2 separate regions of the Mus musculus genome follow, and region 2 is linked to region 1. The links are chromatin contacts, called in public Hi-C maps. All regions are on one chromosome and are shown on one strand. The core of a region is the stretch at or near the end of the contact, and the rest is flanking DNA. Distances in the headings are between cores, read along the strand shown. Region 1 overlaps Lhfpl2 (lipoma HMGIC fusion partner-like 2). Region 2 has its middle 21 kb from the start of Gm41022.

Region 1 (6,886 bases), core at 3,060-5,559:
TGCGTGCCTGTGTCTGACGTGAGGGACCTCGGCCTCCTGGCGCCTTCACCGGCACAGTAGATGTGAGGACTTTTGATGCCTCCGCAGCAGATATTCTCAAGGTAGATGAACATGACCTGAACAAAGGCTTTAAGTTTTGAAACCTGGGTGTCCTTTCTCCCACCTCTACTTCAGCTTCTCCGGTTCATTCCCTCACACGGACCTCAGGAGGCACTGATGTGTAAAGATGCATGTGTGTTTCAGAGTCTGCTCTTGACCGACTTGAGGCCCTTCCCTTCTGCAGTTGTATTTCCTTGGTCCGTTGCCTCTGCTGGAGCAAAGCAGGTCTCTTAAGTCATGAATTCAACAGGTGTCGGGTTTGTTTTTATAGGTGTGTTTGGAAACGTTGGGGCTGTTTGAGAAACTATTTCACAGAACACCCAGGTGGCTGCAGTGATCGGCCAGTACACACCAGGCCCCATTTTTTAAACAAGATGGAAATGTGTAGTGTAGTGAGTTTCTGTTGGGAGAGAGAAGGCCCTGGGGAAATGTGAACTAACGTGGGTACTTGGGAAGTGGTTTTAATAGCCAACTCTTTAAGCCACAAGGACCTTATTTGCCAGGCAGAAATGTCATGAACGGAGCCCTGGAGGCTTGAAAGCGTTCTTCTTCCTTCCCAAGTGCCTGTCTTACCTCCTGCAAGTGATCTTTTCATTGAAAGATTTGTCAGTCGTTTCAACATGGGCGTTCACAGAGAAACCCATGCACAGGAAATGCCATTCTTGATTCTGTAGTGGACAGGGGCAGCTGCTGGCTGGGGTGGTAGGTAAGGAGTCATTGTGAAGTGTTGCTCGGCAAGAGCTGCCTAAGGGTTTACGTTGGATTCACAGAAGGGAAATCACACATGCACATGGATGTACGCACGTGGACGTGTGAACACGTGTGTGTTTTCTGTCTGTCTGTCTGTCTGCCTGTCTCTGTCTCTATCTCCATTTCCCTCTCACTCCTTCCCTTCCTCTCTCTTTCTTCCTCCCTCCCTCCAGATGGTCACAAACCCAGAGGCCAGAGAGCTTGTATGTTTCTCCCGCATTGCCAGGACAAACAGCCTGTCAGTTCTTTCTCCTAGAGACTTGGAATTCCTAGCAGGGAACGTTTGACTCATTGTCCCTGAGAAATGAGAGTTAGCGGGAGGGAGCAACCATGCACAGAGAGGAAATGAGTCCTCTCTCCACTTGGGATTGCAATGCAGATGAATTCCATATTTTTGTTAGGGAATTTTTTTTTTTTCTTCAAGAGGAAAGAGCGGCTAAGTGACTGACCTAGTTTCTGGAAAGCAGACTGACACACAGTCTGTTGAGATGGTCAGTTAGTGGCTTTTTGTTTTTAGTTCTGGTGTGTGTGTGCATGCAAAGCGCATGCACATGTGTGTTTATGAAAACAGCCCAGAACTTACTGGAGTACCTCTCTGTCTCTGGCTTGGCTTTCCTGCTAAGGTGATCAGACTGGCTGTCAGGCTGCTTCCAAACTGCTGTGGTCAGCAGAGCTGTGGACTTCGGCTGTGTCTGTGTGGATCCCTCACGTGAGGTCTCAAGCAAAAGCACCAAGCTTTTCTCCTGCTAGCAATTGCAACAGATGTGTGTGGTGCCACATGTCCCTGTTAAAACAATTGCCAACTTTATATACTCTCCCCTGTTCCCTACTGTGTAAGCCCGGGAATGGGTAAGGCTGGTACTATCCTGTTTAAAATAGGCTGCTTGTGATGTTTCAAGATAAAGACTCTGAACTCCTTTCTCTCCCACCTACCATTCAGCCACACTCATCCTGTACAAGGATATGGTGTATAGAATAGGACCATACCATCGCTGTCCTTGTGAGTTTAGTGCCCATAGCTGCATGAGCAGTGGAGGGCCAACAGCTTGGAACCCAAAATAAAGAAATCCACTGCCTCTGGGAGGCTGAGCTGGTGAGTCAGGCCTCTTGATCCTGTCTAGGTGCTAGAGAGCAGTCAGCAGTTGTCTGGTGCCCTCCTCAACATTTTTCCCAAGAAGCAGAGAAGAGCCTGCCTGCCTGCCAGCCTGCCCACCTGTCTACCCATCCACCAGTCCACCCTGCCTGCTTCTCCCACCTGGTCCTCTAGAACTAGCATTCTGAGCCTCTTCCATCTCAGCCCGGAATTGTAAGAAACAAAGGTGCTGACCGCCACACACAGCCCCCCTTGCTCCCAGCTCCTTCCCAGGCTGTCAGCCACCTTCTGTTGTAATGTGATGGTGGCCGTACATTTGACCTGGCCTTTTTGTCTTTATCACCATGGCCACCTCTCATTGTGACCCTGACCTTCCAGGTATATGTACCTGAAGGTGACCCAACTAATTGAAGACTGCCTGGGTCTTGCTGTTTCCTGGAACTCCTGTCCCCACAGTAGCTGCTGGGGACATCCCAGCTCTGTGCCTGCACCCAGGGGGCTTTGCTTCCTGAGTCTGAGGATTGGTTCTCTGGGCGGGCCTGGGGCAGATCTCTTCCATCAAATTCCATCCTCAAAGAGACACACCCTCGGAGTGCTCCCCCCTCCCCCCAGTGCAGGCTGCTCAGAGCTCTAGGGAGACTTTAAAGCGCCTTACTGGATGCTCATAGGTCTCATGAAAATAGTAGGTGAGACCAGAGGACTGACCATTAAGGGGTGTGTATGCTGCTGTGAGGTGAGGGAGAAGAGGCCTGCTCTGAAGTGCCCTGGACTGTGTAAAGGAGTCGTGGTATTAGATAAAGACCAGGTCCTCTTCAGAAGAGCGGTAATATTGATGGACATGAGCTAGATCTCAAAGGGCAGTTAAGGAATTCGACAGTTAGGGGAAATGGAGCTGGAAGAGGTGCCCGTATGAGCAGAGCAGAGGATGGACCCAGCCTCCTGGAGCTTTGCTGGGTAGCAGTAAGTAGGATCTGGTATGAGCAGGACTCACACAGAATAGCATGGCCAAGAGGAGCCACGTAGGGCTCACTGGACATCCCGGCAACTAACTCAGGAATGCCCTTTGCTTGGTGATAAGACCAGGGCTTCTGTAAGTAGCAGTGGACTGGACGTATCTGACCCAGTTCCTGAGAGCCACAGCATATTTCCCACTCAGAAACGGAAGCCTCCCAAGGAGCCTCCTGGAGAAAGCAAACCCCACCCCATCCCCGAGGTGGGGTGGTAATGGGAGGCCTGTTAGAGACTGCTGCCTTCTCTCTTAAGGCTGCATCAGAGCCATCGCCGTAGAGCAGAATTCATTTCAGAAGGGACTGCAAGTAATTGGACACAAGCTTAATGACGTAGTTGTTTAAAACAATCCAAAAGTGGCCGAGTTACTTACTTTCTGCAACTTAAAGATTCTGGAGTTACATGGTGGCCCCCCTCTTTTTCCAACACAGGAATATATTTTTAAAAAGAAAAGTGCTTTAAAACACATACACACACACACACACAGAGTAGTCTGATTTTTTTCTGTGTGTGTGTGCTAGGCAGGCAGGATGTGTGAGGGACTATGGCCCTGGGTCCTGCTTTCCAAGGTTTCTTTTCTTTGTTGGGGGTCAGGGGTGCTAGGATCAAATTCAGGGCTCCAGGCACGGAAGGCAAGCCCTGCACTACTAAGCCATGTTCCTGGCCAATGAAAGGTGTTGGTTTTGTTTTTAATGGGTTTTTAGCTTAGTCATTCATGTGTTTATTTCCTATTTCCCCTTCCCTGTGTCACTGGATCATCCACTCGTGGACAGCTTGGGACCCGTTTTCGTAACTTTATCAGGGACCAGGTCTTTCAAACCTCACTGTAAGAGTATCTTAAGGGACTCCCACTCCTCCAAGAGCTTTGTCCCTAGAGTGGCAAGGAGCCTCAGAAAGAGTGGACAGGCCACAGCAGAGTACACAAGGCATGGCTTCTCAAATGCGACTTTCATTGGAAATGGGAGGCCATGGAGGCTCCATTGGGCCCTGGCCCTAGCTCTGGTTCGGTAATCAAGGAATACTTGGAAAATGCTACCTCCCCCATACACCCCCCAGTTCCCAACCCCCACTCCTCCCACCGCCACACACCAGACGCTCTTCCTCAGGCTTCCCACCACTCCCACCCAGAGACCCTAATGATTGCTCGTTTTCAAGGCAGGTCCTGGGAAATGGCACACATGAGATTGAAGTGAAGTGGAGATGCAGGGGTGGCTGAGAGGCAAGATTGCAGACTCAGGGTGATTTATCAAGCAGGTCATTAAGGGACAGGCTCCCAGCTTCCTCTAAGTGGGAGGCAAAGAGTCTTCTGTCCCTTTGTTCTTCCTGCCAAGATTGGTGCTGTTTTCCTTCATGGGGACCTCGGGCTCTACCCAGACGCGTCCCTGACACGTCCCTCGATAGCTCTGTCTGCCACTGCTAGAGGTCAGCATTGCTCCTTCCTTACCAAGGCTGCAGGCGCATCGCAGGCAGCGGGAGCTTTCTTGTTGCCAAGGGCTAAGGGTGCAGAGTAAAAGGGTGGAGTCTGCCTGGCAGGCATCATGGGGGTCAGCCCTGCAGAACCCCTTTAATAAGGCCCTGTCCAGCCCACAGAGGAAGAGCTTGTTTGGGGTGTAGCTTACTTTTAAATGCTGTGATTAGAGACCATGACCAAAGTAACTTACAAAAGAAATCATTTAAATGAGGGCTTGCTCACAGTTTCAGAGGGTGAATTCATGACCATTATGGCAGGAGAGGGGCGGCAGGCAGGCAGGCAGGCAGGCAGGCAGGCAGGGCACTGGAGCAGTAGCTGAGAGCTTCCACATTGGCACAACCCTGAAAGCGGGGTTGGGGGCATGAGCCTGTGTGCTAACCAGGAATAGTTTTGAAACTTCAAAGTGACAGTAGTGAGTGAATGCTTAAAGAGATGCCACAGATAAAAACACTCCCAGAGACCTCCCGGCTCAGAGATGCCAGACACGACATAGTTCTGAACGGCTCCTGCTGCTGACCACCAGGCCCTCGGCAGTTTGAGAGGGACAACTGAGTCCAGAGCTGTGACTGATATTTTGGAACTGAGAGGAGGAGCTTGGTCGGAAGCTGTCGACTGAGGGAAGACGCATCATGTTTCTTCTGTCCGTTTTGCAGTGTTGGCAGATAAAATTCTGCAGCCTCAGGATCACCAGTTAGAGCCTTTTTAAGGAAACAAACAAGACAGTGACCCAGTTCAGTCCCTCTTCATTTATAACACTGTGCATGAACCAAACAGTACCAGAGGTGACTGGAAGCTTTCCATACCATGGCTTAGTTAACGTAAAAACATGCCTCCTTAGCACACAGGCAGTGTGGGTCATGCTTGTCAGTTGCTTAGCATTTGCTGGTATAAAATGAATGCAAAATGGGGAAGGGAGGGGAAAGAAGGAAAGAGAGTGTTGGGGGGGGTTCATCTGTGCATTTTGAAGACCACCTGTCTTAATCAGCTTTGAGCCACTCAGCTTTTCTGGAGAGTCACACAGCCTGTGTGACATACTAGGAGATCATTCACTACTGAGCTGTGTGGTCCCGACCGAGTGCCCTGTGAGATCAGAGAAAGGGGAGGTTTGCGTGGGCTGACACAGAATGAAAAGTACTTACTAACTTTGAAGAGAGACAGACGAAAACTTAAAAAAAAAAAAATAATAACAACAGTGATGTGTTTGGCCGGTTCTTACAGAAGCTTGGTGAGTGAGGTGAGGCGGGGGAGGGTGGGGGAGAACCCGGAGCAGGGATGTGACAGCTGTGTGGTTTTACGCCTTACTCCAGCCTCCATCTCAGGTGCTGATGCTCACGGCCTGGCCCTCGCCCACCACAGGCTAAAGTACCTTATTATCTGACCCAGTGTTGACCATATGGCAGGCCTTTTCCAGAGAGGTTGAGGGTGGTAGTCAGAGGAGATAGAAAAGTGGCTCAGATAACGAATATATTCCGAGTGCCAACTGTGTTAATGAGTACCTCACCGTCACTGCTCACTGTCACTGAGGCATTCTGCATACTCGCCATGTGTCAAGCCCTTACCTTCTATTTCCTACCATACGGCAATGAAGAAATAGTAACTGCTTCAGGGGCCTCTCTCTCTCTCTCTCTCTCTCTCTCTCTTGAAAAAGATTGATTTATTATTATAAATAAGTACACTGTAGCTGTCTTCAGACACACCAGAAGAGGGCATCAGATCTCATTATGGGTGGTTGTGAGCCACCATGTGGTTGCTGGGATTTGAACTCAGGACCTTTGGAAGAGCCCTTAGTGCTTTTACCCACTGAGCCCTTTCCCCAGCGGCATCTCTCTTTTGTTGTTGTTACTATAAAAATGTGCTCTAGGACGGTGATGTAGCTCGGTGGTCAGGTACTTACCTAACATATTTCAAGGCTCTGGATTCAATCCCTAGCATTGAAAAGAAAGAAACAAACAAACAAACAAATGAAGAAAATAAGATAGATAAATCAAATGAACAAATAAACAAAGTTTCTAGTCTGCATAAAGATAAAAATGTTTCCATAGCTCTGAAGGCTGGCAAGTTCATGCTAGGTGGCAGCATGGATACCTGCCTGTGGCTGCTTCTTGCTTCCAAGATGGGGCCTTGCTGTTGTATCCTTGTTTGGTGGAAGATGGAGGTGAAGAGAGCTCCTTCCCACTTGGAGCCCTTTACTTTTTTCTTTTTCTTTTCATTAATTTATTCACCTTACATCCTAATCACAGCCCCCCTCCCCCATCCTTCCAGAGGCCCTCTCCCACCCCCTCCTCCCTCTCTCCTCTGAAAAGGGGAGGCCCCCTCCTGGATATTACCCCACCCTGGCACATCAGGTCACTGCAGGACTAGGCCCATCCTCTCCCATCAAGGCCAGACAAGTCAGCTCAGTTAGGGGAATGGGAGGCACAGGCAGACAACAGATTCAGGGACAGCCCCTGCTCCAGTTGTTGGGG
Region 2 (6,886 bases), core at 2,379-4,878, 180 kb after region 1:
AACTTTTTGTTTTTGTTTTTTTAAGTATTTGAGTAATGGTGGTAGAAAAATGAAAATTAATCAAATTCTAGACATAGTTTTTTATAAGTGGAGCTTACAGGATATGTTCATGATTGTATATGAGACAAAAAAAAAAAAAAGGAAGGATAAGAATGATTCTGAAGGGACTAGGGTATAGCTCAGCTGGCAGGGTGCTTGTCTATCTTGAAATGCAGACCAGGTTTGAGCACTAGAAACACACACATATGACACCATGGCACAGAGCTATAATTTGAACATTTGGGAAATAGAAAGTACAGCATCTCCTGATTCAGATTTACTCTCAGCTACACAGTGAGTTCAAGGCCAGCCTGGGCTACATGAGATTCTCTATATCAACAAAGAAAAAGGTCATCTGTCATTTTCAGTCTTATTGACTGTATAAATTTAGTTGTGCTTTGCTGAAATGGGGAAAGCTGTATTGGCTGAGGTGGAAATTTTAGTTTTCTGAGAATTTGGACATGAGTGTGAGGTGTCTGTTAGACATCTAAGAGATGCTGGTACCCAACTGTATATGCAAAACTCAATTTCAAAGAACAGATTGGGGCTAGGTATATAAGTTTTCAAGTTGTAAACTTAAAACTATGTGATGTAATAAGTTTAAACTTTATTGATGTGGTAGTTGACTTTAGGTTTATAAGACATAGTCTCACTATAAAGTTCAGTTTCTCTTACCTCAGTCTCCAAGGTGCTAGGATTATAGACGTGGGCCAGCAGTGCCCCAAAGAGTGAGAGAATTTAATGATGGACTGTAAAGACAAAAGAGGAATGAAAAATGTAAGAATGAGCTTTGAGGTACTGGATATTGGGGATTGGAAGAGGAGCTGGCAAAGAAAAGCAAGAAAGCAAGCAGCCCAGCAAGAAAGCAAGCTTGCTGGGACAAAAGAGAAGGGTCAGTCAGGAGCCAAGGGAAGTGTGTGTGAAGTGTGTGTGTGTGTGTGTGTGTGTGTGTGTGTGTGTGTGTGTGAGAGAGAGAGAGAGAGAGAGAGAGAGAGAGAGAGAGAGAGAGAGAGCTCCACCTCTCAGACTCAATCAAAGAGGTACTGCAACAGTAAGGCACCAAGCTCTGCTCTGAGGAGTGGAGGTTAAGGGAAAAGAGCGGACAGTCCCTGACCCTATTGTGGGTCAATAAGTGAGTGAGGAGATGACAAAGATCTGAATAACTTTCATAGCCTGTTTTAGTTGCTTCAACAGAATTCCTCAGACAGACTAAAGTATAAAGAGAAGAGGTTCATCCAAGGTGACTATGTCTGGTGGGAGACTTGCAAGACACATTCTTAAAAAGTATGTGCAGAAGAGAGCAAATATGAGTGACAGTCTCAGGCTACCCCTCAGTCAACCCTGCTCCTCTCACATGAGTGACCCCTTCATGCTTCTATTGCCGCCGTGCGGTACCTGACACTGGGTACCAAACTCAACAACCCATAATCCAACCATAGCAGTAGCCAAGGAGCTCAAGCAGAGGGGTGACAAGGTGACGAGTTGCAGGCAGGCCAGGCCCTTTCTACAGAACGTGAGGAGACTCCTTTCTTAAATTTCTTGGTCCTGACCCGGAAGTCCCCACCCCTATGCTTTCCCCTTTTCCAGCAGTGTCTTGTTTGTTTGTTTTTCAAGACAGGGTTGCTCTGTGTAGCCCTGGCTGTCCTGGAACTCACTCTGTAGACCAGGCTGGCCTCGAACTCGGAAATCTGCCTGCCTCTGCCTCCCAAGTGCTGGGATTAAAGGTGTGCGCCATCACTGCCAGGCAACCCTGTAGTGTCTTTATCTTCCTTACTCTCTTCCTATGACTGCTCCTGAGCTTTTTATGCCCTCCCTCCCCCCTCCCTCCCTCCCTCCCTCCCTCCTTCCTTCCTTCTTCCTAGCTGACTTAGCTCATTAACATTTATGGCACCTAACGTCAACCTCCATCTCATACTTCAACCTTAATCTTCAAATCATCATGTGATGGATTTGAGCATGGTCTACCTTACTGCCTCACTGGTGCTTCCGACTTACAGGACAGGAGTGACACTGAGTAGCTCCTCTCACTGACCTGGCTGTGATCCATGGTGAGTTGTGGTGAGGATAGACCCTCTTGCTACTGCTGGTTAATCCACTCTGATCGCCTGGGGGCAGTGAGAGTTCCTCGCTAACCGTTCCAATCTCTGGATTCTCGAATGAAAGACACACACACATACCACACACACACACACACACACACACACACACACACACACACACACACACACTTATGTTTAATATGCCTTAAACAGCTCAATGGTCGGGCACTTTCAAACCTCCCCACGGCTAACACACTCTCCCATCTGACATACCTGAATTATTATTTACTAAAACCCACATTCCATCTTGGTTGCCCCAGATCCAAGTCTGCAGCCTCCCGGGGCCACGGTCTTACATGTTGACCGTCTCTCTGACTTGTACTTCTCATGCCTGATCTTTCTGCTTCCCCATCATGGAAGCTCTGCCTTCTCCCTGATCCCCTTTGCCCGAGAATCCTACAGTCCTGCCTCTATCTCCCTACCCAGCCATTGGCTGCTAGCAACTTTATTCACCAATCAGAACCAGCTGGGGGCAGGAACCCCATGGCAATCGATTGTATGTTTGGGGAGTCTCTGGGCAATTCAAACAAAGGCTTCCCATGTCTGGCCTCAAGGATCTTGTTAGGCAGTCTTTGGCTCTTGGAGGGATCACTGTCAGCCCAGATGAGAGAAGCTCACTAAAACTGTATACGGATACATATACATTATGCATTGTAGACTTCCTTTAGGTAAATAGTGCTATGATTCTCTGTGGATTTTTCAGACATCCATATTGTTATTTTACCACCTCCTTCCCTTTCCTGTATTTACCTCCAGCCTGAGGAGTGTCCCTTTTATGCTTTCCTGATAAGATTGCTTGTGCCCTGCTAAGCCCCTTTCTATTGCTTCCCAACTTCTGTCTCCCAGCAATGGTCTATGCCCTTGGCTTAGGGGGTCTTCCTCCTCCGTGCTTATAATTCAAAGCTTTGGGTTTTCCCTGCTGTCTCACATTTCCTGTGCATTTCTTTCCTGTGTTGAAAGATGTTTTTTCATGTTCTTGTCTTATTTGATTTAGGTCCTCTATTTTATCTTTGAGATGCAGTATTCTGTCATCTGCTTGATGTGTTCTTTAAGTTATGTGTTTCCTAGATGGACTACTGCATTTTTTGTTTATTCATCTTTATTTCAGCTTGAGTCCTCTTCAGTGTTTCTACCTCCTCACTGAATTCCATCTTTGTTACTTCCAATGTTATGTCCAAATCTCAGAGACCCCAAGGACCACCAAGGAGTCCACCATTCTGATGTAAGGCACATAAGGGTCTTTTATTACAACCTCGAGCAGGAACTCTCACTGTCACCAACACAATGGATCCAGAATGAGCCCTGAGCTCAGGGGAGGCAGAGCTTTTGTAGAGAATACCTCACACTCAGTAATTTTCCACATTAAGTCGGCTTCTGATTGGTTAGTATTTCAAACTTGTTTTTCTGGTTCGAACAGGAAGGAACCTTCACAAAATGGTTTTAAAGGTCAGCCCTCAGGACTGTTGAGTCATTTATCAGCAAGGCCACCTGGGTCCCTTAGAGAAGCACAGATTTCTCCTGATTGGCTGTTGCTGTGGGACCAGGCCCTGATCTCGTCCTGCTCAGGTCTTCTCTGTGGTCTTTTTCCTTGGACTAGGGAGCTGGCTGCAGGGTTGATATGTGCAGGGGCCTGCATTCAAAATGGAGTAGTTGCCTAGGTCTCACACCATCAGCCTTATTTATGTCTGTGTTTTCTAGGGCTTCCCTCAGGCATTTTTCTCCTTAAGCTCCTTCCTCGTGCTTTTAATTGAGCTGTTTCTTTGTTCTGTCTTTCAACTCCTTGGATTCTTTGAGTAGGTTTGTGATTCTTCTTTCAATGTCTGTGCCCTGGAGTTCATCTGGGTAATTCTCATTGACAAGCACTTCTACAGGCCTGGCAGGTTTTGGAGAGGAGATACTGGCTTGATCTTTCAGATTGGTGGGATTTCTGCAATGAGACCCAGCTATGTGTGTTTCCTTTGTTCTGAGTTTGTAATGGGTGGGACAGGCTGGGGGTGGGGAAGAGAAGATGAGAAGGTAGGTTCTTTGTAGAGCAATGGTTCTCAGCCTTCCTTTAATATAGCTCATGTTGTGGTAACTCCCAACCAAAAAATGATTTCACTGATATATATATATCATAACTGTAATTTTGCTGCTGTTATGAATCCTTTTTGATTTTTTCTTCCCCCCCCCCCCCCAGACAGGGTTTCTCTGTGTAGACCTGGCTGTCCTGGAATTCACTTTGTAGACCAGGCTGGCCTTGAACTCAGAAATCCACCTGCCTTTGCCTCCCAAGTGCTGGGATCAAAGGTGTGCGCCACCACCGCCTAGCTTGTTGTTATGAATCCTAATGTAAATATTTTTCAGACATAGTGGGTTGCCACGGGGGTCGCGACCCACAGGTTGAGAACCACTGGCATTACGCCTTTGTTGTTGTTGCTTTTTTTTTTTTTTTTTTTTTTTTTTTTTTTTTTTAAATGGCTTGGGTGGAATGAAGTCAGATAGATGTAGGGAACTGGACTGGATGGAGTACAGGATGTGCTTCCTGTTCCAAGCCTTAGAGTGTGGGGGTAGATCTGAGTGGATAGGTTGGATAGGATGTGGGAGAATCCTGTGATTTGGCAGATGGGTACCAAGGATACTAGCTCAAACCTAGAGTCCCTCTGCAGTGAAGGCATGGAGGGCCCGGATAAGGAGAGACACTGGCTGATTGTTGAATATGCATGGATGAGGAGGGTGGATTATTCGCCAGGGTAGACCCTAGAAGGTGTGTGTGAGAAGTCTGGGTTTGAAGTGGGATGCTTGAGGCAGCATAAAAGTCCTGTGGGTGGGATCACGGGTAGGGAAAGTCCTGGTGGAAGCCTAGAGGTTATCTGGGACACAAGAGGAGTGGGTGGGACTAGCCCCAGGCACCGGAAGTAGGACCCTGCAGAAGGGTAGGTTTCCCATGCTCCAGTGGTTGGCCCCATAAACACACGGGCAGCCCTAGTCTCTCTCTCTCTCTCTCTCTCTCTCTCTCTCTCTCTCTCTCTCTCTCTCTCTCTCTCTCTCTCTCTCTCCCTCTCTCTCCCTCTCTCTCCCTCTCTAGCTTTTTACTGACTGTATCTTATGTAATGGCACTTAACTTTTTCAGACAGTGTAACCATTTTTAAATTTCAGATGAAATCTTGAACTTGAATTTTCTTTTATGAACATCTAACAGATAAGAGAAAAATAATATATTTCTATTGATTTAAAATATTTTGCCTTCTTCCATGTGTTCCTTTAGTGAACATAGTACATTTTCACAGTAGTAGCAATAGCAAAATCTTTCTGAGTCACACGACTGCAAGCACTAGGCTAGACTCTTTGTCTGCATCCACTGTTCAATCCTTATAACAATTCCCTCTTCTCTACCTTCTCCTTTCTTCCCTCCCTCCTCCTCCCCTTCCTCTCTCCCTCCCTCTCTCCCCTCTCTCTGCTCATCTCTCTCCCTCGTTATGACCAACATTTCATTTCACTGATAGCTCATCCAAGGACTCATAGAATTTTTGATAGCCATTGATCTGCCTCACACAGCTACTGGAGCCTCACCAAATTGATCAGCCCATGGACCCAGAGCTTAGAACCACTGCTAATAAAGGGCCATCTAAGCAAGCAGGAAGCACTGCAAAACTGTCTCAGTTAGCAATGAGAAGCAAGCCTGCCTCCATACCCCACAGGCAGCCTTGCCAAGGGAGCATTCTGAACTCAATCTCTGTAAAATACTGCAAGTCAGTTAAATTATCGTATGTCTTGACAACAATGAAAGGAAGCCAAGAAGAGCTAGGCACTGCAATTTGGTTCATGATTTGATTGGTATCATGATTTACTAAATTACTTTTTCTGAGGGTTCTTTTTTTTTTGGTTTGTTTAAAGCCAAGGACTAAATGTAGCAATAAAAATTTAAATTAACTTGGCTCTTGCCTGAAGTGCTCAATATTCCAATATCTGTGCCTCACTGTGGTGCCAGGGAAAACAGCAAAAAAAGCAGGGAGAAGAGCCTGCGTTTCTGACTCACTCCTCATTAGAGGAGAGTGAAATCTTACATCTCCCCGGGCAGGGAGACTTGCCTCCAGCCACTTCAGATTAATCTTTTCACTACCACATATCAAAATACAAAGTTATTTGGGGTAAGATTTTCTCATTAAGAATGATAATTTCTTAGGAAAATAAAGCCCTGTACTAAAAACAGTCAAATTACCACCAGAATTATATTTTTATGAATAAGTGATCAATATGGCTTTCAGCATAGCTATTTCAGCACTGTTGGGCTTGAGTAAGTGTGGGTTCAGCAAAAACAATCAAATCGGACCATATATCCTCACGGTAAAATACTATCTTGTTATATAAAAGTTTCACTGATTTAAAAAAAAAAAAAAAAAGTCCCCAGGCTGGTGAGATGGCTCAGTGGGTAAGAGCACCCGACTGCTCTTCCGAAGGTCCAAAGTTCAAATCCCAGCAACCACATGGTGGCTCACAACCATCCGTAACGAGATCTGACGCCCTCTTCTGGAGTGTCTGAAGACAGCTACAGTGTACTTACATATAATAAATAAATAAATCTTTAAAAAAAAAATCCCATGAAACTCCTTTTGGTAAAGATGCTCCAAAATAGTATAATTATAATGATACTTGCTATTTAATTTTGATCTTAGTATTCTTTCATTTCAGTAAAGGTAAAAGGAATGTTTTCTTTACTTTATCTCCTATAGAAAACTTGTGTTGGTGTGCCAGGGATTCTTATGTGA

Evidence for each region. A called contact is a pair of places that touch in the nucleus more often than the background predicts.
Region 2: a contact with region 1 is called in a Hi-C map of the N1E-115 cell line, with 2.0 times the contacts expected there. The contact joins two enhancer-like sites. A contact is called at or near these places in 6 of 484 Hi-C or Micro-C datasets (the N1E-115 cell line, Sertoli cells, bone marrow-derived macrophages and 3 more) and 2 of 115 datasets of contacts at active chromatin or transcription factors (acute myeloid leukemia and bone marrow-derived dendritic cells).

The regions. Positions count from the first base shown.
Region 1 is chr13:94,139,117-94,146,002 of GRCm38.p6, forward strand. The region is part of intron 2 of Lhfpl2 (lipoma HMGIC fusion partner-like 2); the gene reads left to right. Among named protein-coding and RNA genes, the nearest start is that of Lhfpl2, 85 kb to the left of the region's middle. Within about 2 kb of position 4,310, at least 62 of the 459 cell types and tissues checked have an H3K27ac peak or open chromatin away from gene starts, as enhancers often do. A contact at or near this core is called in the N1E-115 cell line, where this site is marked.
Region 2 is chr13:94,324,668-94,331,553 of GRCm38.p6, forward strand. No RefSeq gene overlaps it. Among named protein-coding and RNA genes, the nearest start is that of Gm41022, 21 kb to the left of the region's middle. Within about 2 kb of position 3,629, at least 61 of the 459 cell types and tissues checked have an H3K27ac peak or open chromatin away from gene starts, as enhancers often do. A contact at or near this core is called in the N1E-115 cell line, where this site is marked.